Linked DNA regions of Pan troglodytes: region 2 is linked to region 1. The links are chromatin contacts, called in public HiChIP or PLAC-seq maps. All regions are on one chromosome and are shown on one strand. Each heading gives the region's core, a stretch centred on a gene start, on an enhancer-like site or on the middle of the called end of the contact. The rest is flanking DNA. Distances are from core to core; before and after follow the strand shown.

What was found. HiChIP or PLAC-seq counts read pairs in DNA pulled down with a chosen protein or histone mark.
Region 2: an H3K4me3 HiChIP or PLAC-seq map of stem cell-derived excitatory neurons shows a contact between it and region 1, with 3 times the contacts expected there. The contact joins the promoter of SNX15 here to the promoter of CDC42BPG in region 1.

The regions. Positions count from the first base shown.
Region 1 is chr9:67,166,101-67,170,594 of NHGRI_mPanTro3-v2.0_pri, reverse strand. It overlaps CDC42BPG (CDC42 binding protein kinase gamma), which reads left to right and starts at 2,730. Exons shown (of 36, transcript XR_010147234.1): 1 at 2,730-2,982.
Region 2 is chr9:67,346,349-67,350,842 of NHGRI_mPanTro3-v2.0_pri, reverse strand. It overlaps SNX15 (sorting nexin 15), which reads right to left and starts at 1,754. Exons shown (of 9, transcript XM_003339206.7): 1 at 1,606-1,754. ARL2 (ADP ribosylation factor like GTPase 2) reads right to left here. Exons shown (of 6, transcript XM_063783044.1): 6 at 4,472-4,494.

The DNA of each region.
Region 1 (4,494 bases), core at 1,481-3,980:
CGGTTCCCTAATGCTGGCTGGAGCGCCTGTCCCTCCTCTGGTCTCTGGCGCCCCCGTGTGGCCTCAGTGAGCAAGCCCCTTCCTACCTCCTGTGGGCTCCACCCCTGCCCCGCCCCTATAAGGAGGGCTCAGAATCTCTCAGGTGAGAGGGATCTGAACTCCTGCCCCCTCTCCCTTCCAGGAGACCAGAGACAATGAAGGGGATCCCCAGAGTTTGGTTTGAATCCTGGCTCCCCATCCCATTCTGGTTGATTTAGGTAATACACCCAGACTCTGTTTCCCCAAACATTTCTCAGCCCATGGGCCCTGCGTAGCTACAGGGCGGGCCTCTGGGGAGATCACATGGGAGGCAGGGCGAGTCTGAGACCAGCCCCGGGCAATGTAGAGACCCCAGCTCTAAAAAAAAAATTAAAAATTAACCAGGCGTGGTGGTGCAGGCTTGCGGTCCCAGCTACTCAGGAGGCTGAGGTGGGAGGATCACTTGAGCCCAGTATGTTGAGGCTGCAGTGAGCTAAGATTGCATCACTGCACTCCAGCCTGGGTGACAGAGCAAGACCCTGTCTCAAAAAAAGGCTGGGTATGGTGGCTCATGCCTGTAATCCCAGCACTTTGGGAGGCCGAGGTGGGCGGATCACCTGAGGTCAGACCAGCTTGGCCAACGTGGCAATATAGTGCAACCCTGTCTCTTTAAAATAAATAAATAAATAAACAAATAATCACATGAAAAACCCTTTGTGGGGAGAAACACCCTGTTTGCTTCAAACATTCATGGAACACCTCCTCCCTCAACCTGATCCTGCCCCCATCTCACCGAGGTCCCAGTACGAGAGGAGAGGCAAACCCCTAAACAGGTCTTTTAATGAAATAATGTGTTGGCCAGTGGCTACAGCCTGTAATCCCAGCGCTTTGGGAGGCTGAGGCAGGCAGATCGCTTGAGTCCAGGAGTTTGAGATCAGCCTAGGCAACATGGCGAAACCCCATCTCTATAAAAAATACAAACATGGCCGGGCCCAGTGACTCACGCATGTAATCCCAGCACTTTGGGAGGCCGAGGCAGAAGGATCACCTGAAGTCAGGAGTTCGAGATCAGCCTGGCCAACATAGCAAAACCCTATCTCTACTAAAAATACAAAAATTAGCTGGGTGTGGTGGCACATGCCTATAATCCCAGCTACTTGGGAGGCTGAGGCAGGAGACTCTCTTGAACCTGGGAGGCAGAGGTTGCAGTGAGCCGAGATCGTGCCACTGCACTCTGGCCTGGGTGACAGCGTGAGACTCCATCTCAAAAAACAAAACATCAGCCTGGCCTGGTGGTGTGAGCCTGTAGTCTCAGCTATTCGGGAGGCTGAGGTGGGAGGATCACTTGAACCCAGGAGGTTGAGGCTGTGGTGAGCTAGGTGGGAGGATCACTTGAACCCAGGAGGTTGAGGCTGTGGTGAGCTACGATTGCACCACTGCACTCCAGCCTAGGGGACAGAGTGAGACCCTGTCTCAAAAAAGAAAGTGTTGTCTAGGCCGGGTGTAGTTGCCCATGTCTGTAATCCCAGAACTCCGGGAGGCCAAGGTGGGAGGATTACCTGAGCCCAGGAGTTCGAGACCAGCCTGGTCAACATAACAATAACCCTTGACTCCAAAAAGTAAAATAAAAAATCAGCTGGGTGTGGTGGCATCTGCCTGTAATCCCAGCTACTCAAGAGGCTGAGGCAGGAGCCTAAGAGGTCAAGGCTGCAGTGAGTTATGATTGCGTCACTGCACTCCAGCATGGGTGACAGAGAGACCCTGTCTCAAAAAAAAAAAAAAAAAGTGTTGTCTGAAGCCACCAGTATGTCCCACCCTTTGATCTCTCCTCATGGTGCCTGGTCCATCCCAGCTGGACACAGCTGGACAGAAATCAGAAATACCACTGGACAGAGCCAGCCCCTCCCCTCCCCAACCTCCTCCAGCCTATCTCAGACCTCTCCTTGCCCTTCACGTTCCAGGTCAGACCTCAGGCCCTGCTCCTACTGAAGCTTAAAACGCCTGTGGTGTTGGTACCAGCCCAGCTCCACCTCCACCCCAGGGTCTAACTTAAGAGCCACCTTGTCCTCAGCCCCTCAATTCGCCTTCCTCCTTCCCAAGCCTCAGTGTGTCCATCTGCCAAATGGGCGTGACCATCCCTACCCCAACTTCCTGTCTCCCACATCAACTCTAATGATACAATCAAAGTAAGATTCAGAAACTTTTTTTTGGGCGGGGGCGGGGGGGGCGATGGGTGCCAAGCGCGGGCAAACCATGGAGAGAGCGAACTACAATTCCCATCCGGCTCCGGGGCCGCGGGCGTCCCTAGCCCCTCTCTCTTAGCCAAGGGCAAGGCGGCTGCGACCCAGGGGGCGAGAGAAGTTGCAGTGCTCCGCGCCTCCTGGGTCAGGGCCCAGGGAGGGCCCAGGTAAGTCTGGGTCTGGGGCCGCGCGGGGACCTGGGGAGTCTTTCCGACCCCGCGGAACCCCACCGCGCCCCTCGCAGAAGTCAGTTGTTCTCCCTGGCCCGCCCCCGCACTTCCTGGCCGGGAGTTGGGCCCGCCCCCGCGCGCCTCCGCCCCCACCTTCACCTCCAGCCGCGGCTCCCATTGGCCGGCGCGCACCTGCCCGTCCGTCGGGGGGCGGGGCGCGGCGCCCAGGTGAGGGCGCGCTGGCGGCGGCGGAGGAAGGTGACAGCGGGGAGGGCGGGAGAGGGGGGGGAGGACGCGCGGACAGAGCCTCAGACGGTTGGGCGGACGGACGGCCCGACAGGCGGGCATGCGGGCGGCCAGACTGTAGCCGAGCAGCGAGGCTCCGGCCGCAGCCATGGAGCGGCGGCTGCGCGCGCTGGAGCAGCTGGCGCGGGGCGAGGCCGGCGGCTGCCCGGGGCTCGACGGCCTCCTAGATCTGCTGCTGGCGCTGCACCACGAGCTCAGCAGCGGCCCCCTACGGCGGGAGCGCAGCGTGGCGCAGTTCCTGAGCTGGGGTGAGTGGCGGGGCGGCACGGAGCGGGGGCGGGCCTAGGGATATCGCGCCGAGACCCCCGCACCCGCAGACTTTCCCGCAGGGACCCGCACCCCCACGGGCTTCCCTCGCAGACTCCCTGCAGTGGCCCTGACGCGTACCACCGGACCCCCGCGGCCCGCACACTCGCCTGCACACCTCACCCTCACTCCAATTCTCACACACGCTCCTTCCCTCTCACAGACCCCGACACATGCACACACACACCAACTTGTGCTCAGGTATCGACCGCAGACGCATGTACCCAGTGCACCGCCTAGAGTCCCGTACAGATTTCCTTGCTTACAGGCCACACCTGACGCAGGACACACACAGACCCTCATGCATGTCACCCACTGATACACGGGCTCTGTTTCTCCTTCCTCTCGGATGCATTGAGACACACAACTCATGGAGAGACCCAGGGAGCGCTGCAGACCACCCCGACCGCATTGGCACTGCAAAACACACAGATCTGTAGGTATCGCACACTTGCAGACCTTCCCCCCACCAACACACACACCCCCAGCTCCCTGCGTACAAGACCACTGCAGCCTGGACTCAGGAACCGATTTCCAACCCTTGGCCTGTGCAGGCTGCTGGCCAAGCTCCTTGGGGGCTGTGGCGCCGGCGCCGGGGAGGGGGGCCTAGCTGGAGATGGGTCTGTACCTTTCCTGGTAGACTCATCTGAGTCATTGGGAGTGGCTGGCCCGGGGTGACCCTGAACCCACTGTGGGCACTGGCGCCAGCTGGAGGGTTCCCTGGTCACACCCTGCCGGGCCATGGGGAAAAGGCACGGGGGCCTGGCCAGGGCAGGGTGAGGCAGGTGTTTGCCCAGTGGGCAACTAGCGTTCCTGGCACTCCTGAGCTCTGGGAAGGCACAAGGCCTGGGGTAGAGGGGGAGGCTGCCACCCAGATGTGCCAGGGAGTTGTCCCCTAGCCCCAACCCTTCCATCCAGGGCGAGGCAGTCAGAGGCCCCTGCCTCTGTGCCTGTCTCCCTGGTATGCCTCCGTGCTATGCCTGTCTGCCTGTGTTGTTGTCACCCCCCCATGACACCCACACACGTGTGTGTGTTTGCACACACATGTGTGCTCCTCCCTGACTGCCTCCAGCACCTCTGCCTGGGACCCCTGTTGACAATCTCCCAAGGTAACTCAAAGGGCCGTGACTCATTCCTCTCCTGCTTGTCTCTACTTGTCCCTGCTCCTGCCCGGAGCCCCCATGCCCTGTGGGAGGCCAGAGGATTAGGCAGCCTGTCCAGGGGCCTGGATCCTCCTGCCTGTGGGCCTGGGCTTCGGCCCTCTTCTGGCGGGTGGGTCCCTATGGTGCTGGCTTCAACTCCCACGGGGAGGCCCGGGGCTGCTCCTCCCCAGCTCCACACACAGACCTGGGAAAGAGACAATGAATTTCTGTAATGAGGTTTCCACCCCGCCCCCGCTGCGGGCTTCTGCCTGATAAACCTGTGGAACAGCTCTCTGTCCCACCCACAGACCC
Region 2 (4,494 bases), core at 505-3,004, 180 kb before region 1:
GCCCACCCTATCCAAGCGTAAACCCTTGTCACAGACCTCCAAACGACTTCTCCCCGCTTCCTAAATCCCTGCTTTCATTCATCCACCCAACTCTTATTGTGTCCAGTATGTACAGGACAACGTCAAATTATTTCCCTGTCTCCCTCCACAGGATTCCCTAATTCATGTTTTCTGGAAAGTAGAGGAAGCAAAGAACGTTGGAGAAGCAGGATGGTGTCATGGGCTCTGAGTCACGACTCTTACTAGCTGTAGGAGTTCCCCTTAACTACTCAGCCTCAGTTTCTCATCTGTAGAATGGAGATGTTTATAATAGAATCTGTGTAGGGCAGTGGAGCTTTTTTGCGATGGGTTTGCTGCCAGAACACAGGTGTCGTGAAAACCACCGTTAAATCAAAGCCAAAATGGGGGTTTGGCGCGGTGGTTCATGCCTGTAATCCCAGCATTTTGGGCAGTGGAGGCAGGTGGATCACTTGAGGTCAGGAGTTCAAGACCAGCCTGGCCAACATGGTGAAACCCCGTTTCTACTAAAAATACAAAAATTAGCTGGGCGTGGTGGCGCACGCCTGTAATTCCAGCTACTCCAGGGGCTGAGCTGGCTGATGGCTTCAGCCCAGGAGGTTGAGGCTGCAGTGAGCTGCAATCACACCACTGCACTCCAGCCTGGGCAACAGAGTGAGACTCCATCTCAAAAGAAAGGGAGCAGGGGAGGGAAAAGACTCAGCTCAACATCGTCATCTGATTTGGGCAAGTCCAGCACTACTGGCCATCTGATCTACAAGTGTGGTGGGATCCACAAAAGAACCATCGACAATTTTGAGGAAGCTGCTGAGATGGGAAAGGGCTCCTTCAAGCATACCTGGGTCTTGGGTAAGCTGAAAGTTGAACGTGAGAGTGGTATCACCACTGATACCTCCCTGCTGGCAATTGAGACCAGCAAGTACTATGTGACCATCATCAATGGCCCAGGATGCAGAGACTTTATCAAAAACCTGATCTCAGGCTAATTGTGCTGTCCTGATTGTTGCTGCTGGTATTGATGAATTTGAAGCTGATAATTCCAAGAATGGGCAGACGCGTGAGCACACCCTTCTGGCTTACACGCTGGGTGTGAAACTAATTGTTGGTGTTAACAAAATGGATCCCAATGAGCCACCCTAAAGAGGAGAGATGGGGGCCGGGCGTGGTGGCTCACGCCTGTAATCCCAGCAGTTTGGGAGGCAGAGGTGGGTGGATTAGGAAGTCAGGAGTTCAAGACCAGCCTGACCAAGATGGTGAAACCCCGTCTCTACTAAAAATACAAAAATTAGCTGGGCATGGTGGCGGGTGCCTGTAATCCCAGCTACTTGGGAGGCTGAGGCAGAGAATTGCCTGAAACCAGGAGGTGCACTCCAGCCTGGGAGACAGAGGACAGAGTGAGACTCCGTTTCAAAAAAAAAAAAAAAAAAAAAGGAGAGATGGGGGAAATCATTAAGGAAATCAGCACCTACATTAAGAAATTGGCTACAACTCTAACATAGTAGTATTTGTGCCAATATCTGGTTGGAGTGGTGACAACAGGCGGGAGCCAAGAGCTCACATGCCTTGGCTCAAGGGATGGAAAGTCACCTGTAAAGATGGCGATGCTGTGGAACCACGCTGCTCGGAAGCTCTAGATCACATCCTACCAGCTCTTGGTTCTGCCCCTCCAGACGTCCACAAAATTGGTGGTATTGGTACTGTCAGTGTAGGCCACGTGGAGACTGGTGTTCCCAAACCTGGCATGGGTTTTGAGACCTTTGCTCCAGTCAGTGTTAGAATTGAAGCAAAAATCTGTTGAAATGCAGCATGAAGTTGGTAGGCTTAAATACAATACATAGTATTTAGTGCAGAGGAAGCATTGTGAATAGCCACTCTTGTTCCTGGAATTCAGGTGTACAGGTGCGGTGCCTTGGTCTTCAGAAAGAAGCAAAGCATGGCATGGGGCTCATGCCTGTAATCCCAGCACTTTGGGAGGCCAAGGCGGGAGGATCACTTGAGGCCAGGAGTTCGAGACCAGCCTGGGCAACAGGCTGCCCCTGATTTCATGAGAAATTTAAAAATTAGCTGGGGGCCAGGTGCAGTGGCTCATGCCTGTAATCCCAGCACTTTGGGAGGCCAAGTCGGGCGGATTACTTGATATCAGGAGTTCAAGACCAGCCTGGCCAACATGGTGAAACCCCATCTCTACTAAAAATACAAAAATTAGCCAGGTGTGGTGTCGGGTGCCTATAATCCCAGCTACTCGGGAGAATGGGGCAGGAGAGTTGCTTGAGCCCGGCAGGCAGAGATTGCACTTAACCTCCTGGAGGAAATGTCATCCAGGAGCCAGTCAATGCCAGGCAGTGGGTTCTCCCCAGCAGTGGGGCTGCAGCCCTTGACGTACCAGTCGTGGCTGCAGAGAGTCCAGATGCAGGGCCTGGGAGAACAAAGGTGCTGGTGGTGGCCAGTGACCGCAGACCCTTCCCTCCCTGCTCAAGGGTCAGCCCATCCAGGAAGCCTCCCCGGCCCCTGGGAGAGCTTATCTGTTCCCCGGGGCACCTGAGCTCGCTGTACAGTGCCACGCCAGTGCCACCCCTTAGTGTCCCATATAAGAGAGGATCCTGATAGGCGGCACTGCATAGGGCTGTCCCTAACTGTATTGCTGAATGGAATGGGTAGTACTTAGAACAGTGTAGGGAAAAGAGAGATCAGACTGTTACTGTATCTATGTAGGAAGGGAAGATAGAAGAAATTTCATCTTGACCTGTACCCTGAACAATTGCTTTGCCCTGAGATGCTGTTAATCTGTAACTTTGCCCCAGCCACTTTGCCCCAACCCCTTTGCCCCAACCTTGAGCTCACAAAAACATGTGTTGTATGGAATGAAGGTGTTTTTTTTTTTTTTTTTTTTGAGATGGAGTCTCGCTCTGTCGCCCAGGCTGGAGTGCAGTGGCGCCATCTCGGCTCACTGCAAGCTCCGCCTCCCGGGTTCATGCCATTCTCCTGCCTCAGCCTCCCGAGTAGCTGGGACTATAGGCGCCCACCACCACACCTGGCTAATTTTTTGTATTTTTAGTAGAGACAGGGTTTCACCGTGTTAGCCAGGATGGTCTCAATCTCCTGACCTCGTGATTCGCCTGCCTCAGCCTCCCAAAGTGCTGAGATTACAGGCGTGAGCCACCACGCCCGGCCTTGGAATCAAGGTTTAAGGGATCTAGGGCTGTGCAGGACGTGCCTTGTTAACAAAATGTTTACAGGCAGTATGCTTGGGAAAAGTCATCGCCATTCTCTAGTCTCAATAAACCAGGGGCACAATGCACTGTGGAAAGCTGCAGGGACCTCTGTCCTGGAAAGCCGGATATTGTCCAAGGTTTCTCCCCATGTGATAGTCTGAAATATGGCCTCGTGGGATGAGAAAGACCTGACCGTCCCCCAGCCCGATACCCGTAAAGGGTCTGTGCTGACGTGGGTTAGTAAAAGAGGAAAGCCTCTTGCAGTTGAGATAGAGGAAGGCCACTATCTCCTGCCTGCACCTGGGAACTGAATGTCTCGGTATAAAGTCAGATTGTACATTTGTTCAATTCTGAGATAGGAGAAAAACCGCCCTATGGTGGGAGGCGAGACATGTTGGCAGCAATGCTGCCTTGTTATTCTTTATTCCACTGAGATGTTTGGGTGGAGAGAAACATAAATCTGGCCTACGTGCACATCCAGGCATAGTACCTCCCCTTGAACTTAATTATGACACAGATTCTTTTGCTCACGTTTTTTTTTGCTGACCTTCTCCCTATTATCACCCTGCTCTCCTACCACATTCTTCTTGCTGAGATAGTGAAAATAATAATCAATAAAAACTGAAGAAACTAAGAGACCGGTCCCAGTGCGGGTCCTTGGTATGCTGAGCGCCGGTCCCCTGGGCCCACTTTTCTTTCTCTATACTTTGTGTCCTATTTCTTTTCTCAGTCTCTCGTCCCACCTGACGAGATATACCCACAGGTGTGGAGGGACAGGCCACTCCTTCACACAGAACCCTGCAGAGTAAGCAGCTGCTAGGACCCTGTGCCATGAAAACATCTGCCAGTTTTGCCACTTGGATTGGACCCCTGGGGTGGCCTCATTTCCTATCCTTTCCCAACCTGGCACTGCTTCTGAGTTCCTGTAGCCTTCAGGGAAGGCCTCAGCTACCCCTGCCTGATGTGGCCCCCCTCCCACCCTCTGGCTGCACTCCCTCCTACACAGGACTCTATGCACCTCCCCATTTCCCAAGAGCCCTTGCTCTTTTTTTTTTTTTGAGACAGAGTCTCGCTCTGTCACCCAGGCTGGAGTGCAGTGGCCCAATCTCGGCTCACTGCCAGCTCCGTCTTCCCGGGTTCACGCCATTCTCCTGCCTCAGCCTCCCAAGTAGCTGGGACTACAGGCGCCCGCCACCACGCCCGGATAATTTTTTGTATTTTTAGTAGAGACGGGGTTTCACCGTGTTAGCCAGGATGGTCTTGA